2 separate regions of the Columba livia genome follow, and region 2 is linked to region 1. The links are chromatin contacts, called in public Hi-C maps. All regions are on one chromosome and are shown on one strand. Each heading gives the region's core, a stretch centred on a gene start, on an enhancer-like site or on the middle of the called end of the contact. The rest is flanking DNA. Distances are from core to core; before and after follow the strand shown.

Region 1 (3,157 bases), core at 269-2,768:
CGCGTGCCTCTGAAAACAGCCCCTGCGGACAGCCGCCCCTCCTTGTACCTATACCCCCCCCCGGTATCTTCAACAGAAGTTCCCCTAAAACATCTCGTCCGCCCCGTTTTCAGCCCCTCTCGGGGACCCTCTCCATCCCCGCAGCCCTTTCTGGGTACCTCATCCTTCCCCCTCCCCAGATCACGGACCGTGCTGAAGCAATAAATTTGAAAAGCAAATAACGGGAGGGAGCGGGGATGGGGGCGGGGGCAGCGGCCCGGGGCGGGGAGCGGGGGCGCAACCTGCGCGGCCCCATCCCGGGCGGCGCGGGGCGGGCGCGGAGCCGGCGCGGGGCTGCGCGGCCGCCGGCGGGGGGTGCCGGCGCGCAGCGTGTTTGCGCCGGCCGCGCGGCGGCTCCGAAATACGCCCAGGCATATCTGCAAGTTATTTGAATGTATTATTCCCGTACCTGTCATTTATCACTTTATTCAACACGTCCCTGCCAGCTCAATAGCTTTTGATCTCCCTCAGCCTCCATTTCGTAATTTCCGCCCTCTTAAACATATCGAATACTACAAAAAAGCCCCGAACAATATCGAAATCCCCCCCAACATTTTTTCCCCTCTTTTCTGTTTGTTTTGGGTTTTTTGTTCGTTAACGAAGCCGGAGAAGGGCAGGGCGATCCCCGCACGCACTCCGCTGCCCGCCGGGCCGGGGGCGCCCCGCACCCTGACTCCCCCCCCCAGCTCCCGCCCGCACAAGTTCCCGGGCAGCGCGCACCGGAGCGCCCCGACGGCGCGGCCCCTCCGCGCTGCCCCGCCACGCACCGCGAGGAGAGGGACGCGGGTGGGGGAAGCGGGGGGGTAGCCGAGCCCGGGCATGCAGGTGGGGACGGGCGCGAGAGGAGGGGGCCGGCGCTGCGTTTACCACCTCGCCATGGTCACTGGTCCTGCCCTGGGGGGTGTCCTCGGGGAGAAAATAAAGTTTGGCGCTGGAGAGAAGTTGCCGGCTGGTGCGCTCCTCCCAGAGCAGCTGCAGCTCCGCGATGCAGGCGGGCTCCTCCGCGCGGCACCGCACGAAGAAGAAGTCGCCGAGGGAGAGGACCCGCGCCCGGCCGCCGCCGCGGCGCTGGAAGCGGAACGCCCTGTAGAAGACGTAGGGGCCGTGCGAGCCGCACGGGGCGCCGACCCACTGCGGGGAACAACAACACGGCAGCGGCATCAGCGCCGGCTCCGCGCCGCGCCGCGCAGCGCCGCGCAGGAGGAGGGAGGGCGGGCGGAGGGAGGGAAGGAGGGCAGGGCGGGAGGGCGGTGGGAAGGGGAGGGGGCGCGCAGCGGCGCGGAGGCTCCGCGGCGGCGGGGCGGGGCGGCGCGGGGCGGCGCGGTACCTGCAGTGCGCTGCGCTCCATCGCGGCTCCGGCGTGATTGAACTCAACATTCTCCCAAACTTGTTGGCGTGAATGGAGCCCGGCAGGTCCTGGCAGGGCAAAGCCGGCCCCGCCGCCCGCCGCCCCCCGCCGCCGCCACCCCCGCGCCGCCCCGCCGCCGCCACCGGCCCCCGCCCCGCAGCGCACGGCGACGCCCCCCCCCGCCGCCCGCCCCCCGCTCCGCCGCCCCGCCGGCGCCCCGCCGCGCCCCGCCGCCGCCGCCGCCCGATGCCGGCCGGCCCCCAGACGCCCGCCCCGGCCCGCTAAAAATGCCGCGGGGCGGTGGCGAGCTCCCGGGGGGAGACACGGGGGCGGCGGGCCGGCGACGAGGGCCCTCGCGGCGCCCGGCGATTTTTGGGGGGCCGAAAGGGCGTGCGGGCGCGCTGCGGATCTGACAGGACCTGCCTGTATATGTCTAATATAAAGACCATTTCCTGCGGCGCGAGGGGCGCTGCTCGTCCCCGCGCGCGCCCGGCGGGGCCGCCGCGTTCCCACCGCCGGGCCCTGCGGAGCGGAGCGGGGAGCGGGGCTGCCCGGCCGCCCCCTCCCTGCCGGCAGGCCCGGCCGGGCGCCCTGGCGGCCCTTGGAGGGCGGGCGGCTCGTCCTTAATTTATTTATCGTTTTTCTCCGGGAAAGGAAGAAAGTGGGTTATCGATTATATAAACACATCAATATTCATGCGCCGCTGCGCTGCGCGGAGAGACGCGGCTCGGCGAGAGAAAACAACGAAACCAGGGAGGGGGCGCGGGGAGGCGCGTCCCGCGGCGGCGGAGAGGAGCGCGCTCCCTGCGCGCCCGCGGAGCGCGCAGCGGGACGTGCCGGCACTACTGATCCGCCGGGCGCTGCCGGAGCCGCTGCCGCGGAGAGGCGCGGGATGGTGGACAGGGCGGCTACGCGCCCTGCGGACCAGGGAGGCCTCTCACCTGAGCCCCGCCCGTCACCCCCACGTCGGCACCAAGCGTCGGGGACAGCCGCGGGCTCTGCGCATCCCGCGGAGCCTCCGCGACCCCGCGCTAACGCGGGCAGATTTGTGCGCCGCCGCGGACAGCCCCGGCGAGGGAGGGGAGTGAAGACTGCCGGCTCCGCGGGGCAAGGGGTCCCTTCTCCCGGCATCGCACCCGCGGAAGGGCCGCCCGCGGCGCCGGGCGCGGAAAGTTTCCATCGGGGCCCCATGAGCTGCAGCCCCGCAGGTAGATGTTGCTGCGGCCGGCGGCGGAGCGCGGCCCTCCGCTCCCGCAGAGCCCCCACCCAACCCCGGGCAGTGACGGGCCGGTCACTTCGGTGGGGTTCTGTCCCTTCCACCCTTATTCCTGGATGCTGCCTCGCTGCGCGCCAGCGCAGCCAACTGCGGCTCCGTGGGGTGGTGGAGGGAGCGGTGAGAAGCGGCTCCGCGGAGTCCTGCCTCCTCCCTCCCCCCCCCCGCGCCGTTCTCTAATGCTGGTACTTTCACCCCCTATTTTGGTTTATTTCCCCCAAGCCCCCTCCGCGGACACACGTTTGAAGCCGCCCCAGCGGGGCAGGTCCGGCCCTGCCGCCGCGAAACGGCAGGGGACGGAAATAAATAAATAAACAAGCAAATAAATAAATAACGATCCTTAATAATGACGACAGCGGTGACGTCAGCTCTGCGTGCATCACGACACAGCGCGGCGCGGGGGGCAGCAACAAGTGCGGGCGGCGGCGCTGCGGCCGGGGCGACCCCTGGGGGCCGAACCGCGGGGCGCCGCCCCGGCCCCGGTACACGGCGCTTTG
Region 2 (3,157 bases), core at 193-2,692, 63 kb before region 1:
AGTGACCAATCCCTGGCTCTCGAGCAGCTGGGAGCATGTAGGGGTTCCAAGCCTGGCTCACAAGCCCAGCAGCAGGGAGCAAGAGCTGGGGAACAACTTTAATACTGACCTGTAGAAGGCCATGGCAATGGGGATGCAACTGGCTGCTGAGCCCAGCATCATCCAGCTGTGTTGGGACCCACCTGCTCGCCTGGCAAGCCACTGTCCCCTTGCCTGCAGACCAGTCTCTTGGGCTGGGCCTTTCTTCGGGTCTGCACAATACCTGATGCTGTGCTCTGCAGGATTAGGTTGCTGGAAGACTGTGTGAGGTTCAGAAAGCTCAAAACCCACCTTTTTCTGCCTCATCAAATACACAGCAAGAATTTTATTAGCTAATCCTGATCAGTCCCCTTCTTCTGACAGCATCTGGACGGGTTTTCACACTGTACGGGAATCCTCATCCCCATTTCCAATAAAGGGATTGCTCCACTCCCAGATTCGCCCACTCTGCCTGCCGTCAGATCTAGGTTTTTCCTAGAAGCCTTCCCACCAGCCATGACCTGACACTGCGTTGTTTAGGAAATCTGACAAAGTGGCCAAACCTTCTGTATATCTAATTTTAAACAAATAAAAATAACAACGAGACAAATCAGCACCTCTCCTGGACTTCCAAGTACACTATTAAGTAGACTTGGACTTCAGCTAAGGTGAATATGAAGATTAATTTTCCCAAGAGATAAATATTGACTGAGGAAAAGCAAAGGTCAAATTGGTCAATATTTACTCAAGAAACTCTAAATCTTGATGCAGTGTAACAGACACTCTGAATGTCTTCATCAGCTGCCTCTGGAGATCTTTTCATTATGACTAAGGATTTCAAAAGTATAATCTTGTCCCCTCTAAAATTTACATTTAAAAAAAAAGAAACTCACGCACACCTATGGCAAGTAGGAAGCTTTCCATGCCTGTGGCCTCAGCAAAAGGGGATGTGTTGGTTTGCAAGCGCTGTCTGCTCAGTCCGCATGCCAAAGCTCAGCGGCCCTGACCTCCGAAGACGTGCACAATAAAAACTTTCTGACTCATCACATGACAGTATTTCAGACTAACATGAACAGGAATTTCTTCTCTGGTAAGGATTAATGCACTCCCTTCTCCCTCCGTCTCAAATATCTGTAAATTAAGGCTGAAATTTTATCTCAGGCTTCTGTTTCACATAAGGAATTACTTTGAGACAATGTCAATCAAGAGCTTTAGGGGAGTTATAGTCCTATTATTTACTGTGGCAAGTATATTAGTCCTATTATTTATCTAAGGTTTCAAGCTTACTGCGTGATTTCTGCTGGTCTTCTACCATGCTATTTTTGTCTGAAGCCACAGCCCTACAGACTCTTCTTTCCACAGAACTGCACTGTTGAAAACAAAAATTCCAGGAAATGTATAAAGGCTGATTTTTCTTAAGATGCATGAGGAAGGAAGACGCACAAATCCTTTGGAGTTTCAATTCTGTCATCCCCCGAACTCCCCCCAGCACCTTCACATGGTCACTCAATGACCGCAAAGGTCCCAACCCTCCCACTCCTGTTCATTCAAACAGTCCAGCATGGCGGGTGAACTCCTATTTCTAACCTTTGTCTCACTAAACAGTCAAACGTAGCACAGATTTGTTGCAATCACCATGGAGATCAGCTGGTTTCAAATTAGGCACAAACTGTTTGTTTCCTTTGCTATTTTTATTGAGTTTTGAGCCTATTATGCTCCTCCCACCCTGCCCTTTCCTTCTCTTTAGTGGCAAATGAGAAAATCTTCCTTTCTTGGGAAGTCAAATCCTGGCCACAGCCACTCCTGACCTCAGCAGGGGGTGGTAGCGATGTCCCCTTCTCAATTGCCTTCCCTCGCTGGTTGGCAAAGAAAGAGTCTGCACAAGGTCAGACTCGGCAGATGACACAGAACGTGCAAATGAAGCCCCTGTTAGCTGGAACAGAAATGCAAGACTTGTTCTATGTTAGGACTACTAGGGATGGAAAAATGAATTTGCTCTCTGTAAGAGGGAATAACAGGTAGGCTTTGGTCTCACATCTGCAATGGCATGGATGAACCATCACGGGCTGCCACCAGAAAAATGGCATTATCCTAGTGTAACAAAGAGGGACCAGGATGGGGATGTGGCCGGGACCGTGCAGAGAAGGGGGGGAAACGGCAAGTGCCTGGCACGGGGAACTGAGGAACAGGAGGACTGGAGCATGGGGCAGTGGGGGAAGCCAGACCTCTGCGCTGTTTAGGTTACACACAGAAAGTAAACAAATCCAGCACCACAAATCCAGGTGCAAGTGTCACTCTTTCACAGGGTGACACCTGGGCTACTGCAGCCAGAGGCTACTGAGCACCCCCTCACTGCGGAAAGGCCGTCCTGCACCTCTGAAAGCACGGAGCAGTTCTTATTTGACTCCCAAAGACGAAAAGTCTCTAACAGAAGTTCCTTTGGAGGCACAGAAAGAGACACAAGGACCGATAGATAGTGCTGAATGTAGGTTTCCCACAGCCCAAGTCAATGGGCTCCCTGTGCCAAACATGCAGCAGGCTGGGATCTGACAGTCCCAAAGGGGCATATGCCAAAGGCAAGCCTTTCCCACAGCTCTGTGACAGGTACAGCTTCCCTCAAAACAGCACCGAGTCTCCACTAAAACATCCCTCTGCTTCTGGAATCATACACAATCCATAATGTGGAACCTAAGTTTAAATTCAAAGACCAATTAAAAAAAAAAAAAAAAAAATCAATGAAATGCTTTTATGAAACAGGAGATTGATCTTCAGCTTAAAACTTCCAGTAATGTAATATTTTAGAACTTTAATAAATAATGCTTTTATCTTGATTGCAAAATAATACCCTGCCATGAAAACACAGAGCAGAGGTAGGAAATTGTTCAACAAGAATTAAAATGTCACACTTTGCACAGAATGCAGCATTACAATTATTGGTGAAACACATTTTTCAAACTTGTTAACATAAAATTAACAATTACATACATCACTTAATTCTATAAGTGCATATCTCTCGAAGTACCCATTAGCTAACCATGCCTAGTTCAGTTTTAATATACATGCAGGCTTTGCAGCACAGAGGGGATGTAACTATGCGAGCGCTGGCACAGTAAACCCTGAAATGGCAAGTGCTATTAAA

The links. A called contact is a pair of places that touch in the nucleus more often than the background predicts.
Region 2: a contact with region 1 is called in a Hi-C map of liver, with 2.4 times the contacts expected there. The contact joins the enhancer-like site here to the promoter of ARID5B in region 1. A contact is called at or near these places in 2 of 2 Hi-C or Micro-C datasets (crop and liver).

The regions. Positions count from the first base shown.
Region 1 is chr6:32,509,844-32,513,000 of bColLiv1.pat.W.v2, reverse strand. It overlaps ARID5B (AT-rich interaction domain 5B), which reads right to left and starts at 1,518. Exons shown (of 10, transcript XM_065068592.1): 1 at 1,367-1,518; 2 at 910-1,170. The coding sequence starts at 1,387.
Region 2 is chr6:32,572,951-32,576,107 of bColLiv1.pat.W.v2, reverse strand. All of the region lies in intron 4 of ARID5B (AT-rich interaction domain 5B), which reads right to left. All of the region lies in intron 1 of LOC135579839 (a long non-coding RNA gene), which reads left to right. Among named protein-coding and RNA genes, the nearest start is that of ARID5B, 63 kb to the right of the region's middle. Within about 2 kb of position 1,442, at least 1 of the 3 cell types and tissues checked has an H3K27ac peak away from gene starts, as active enhancers do.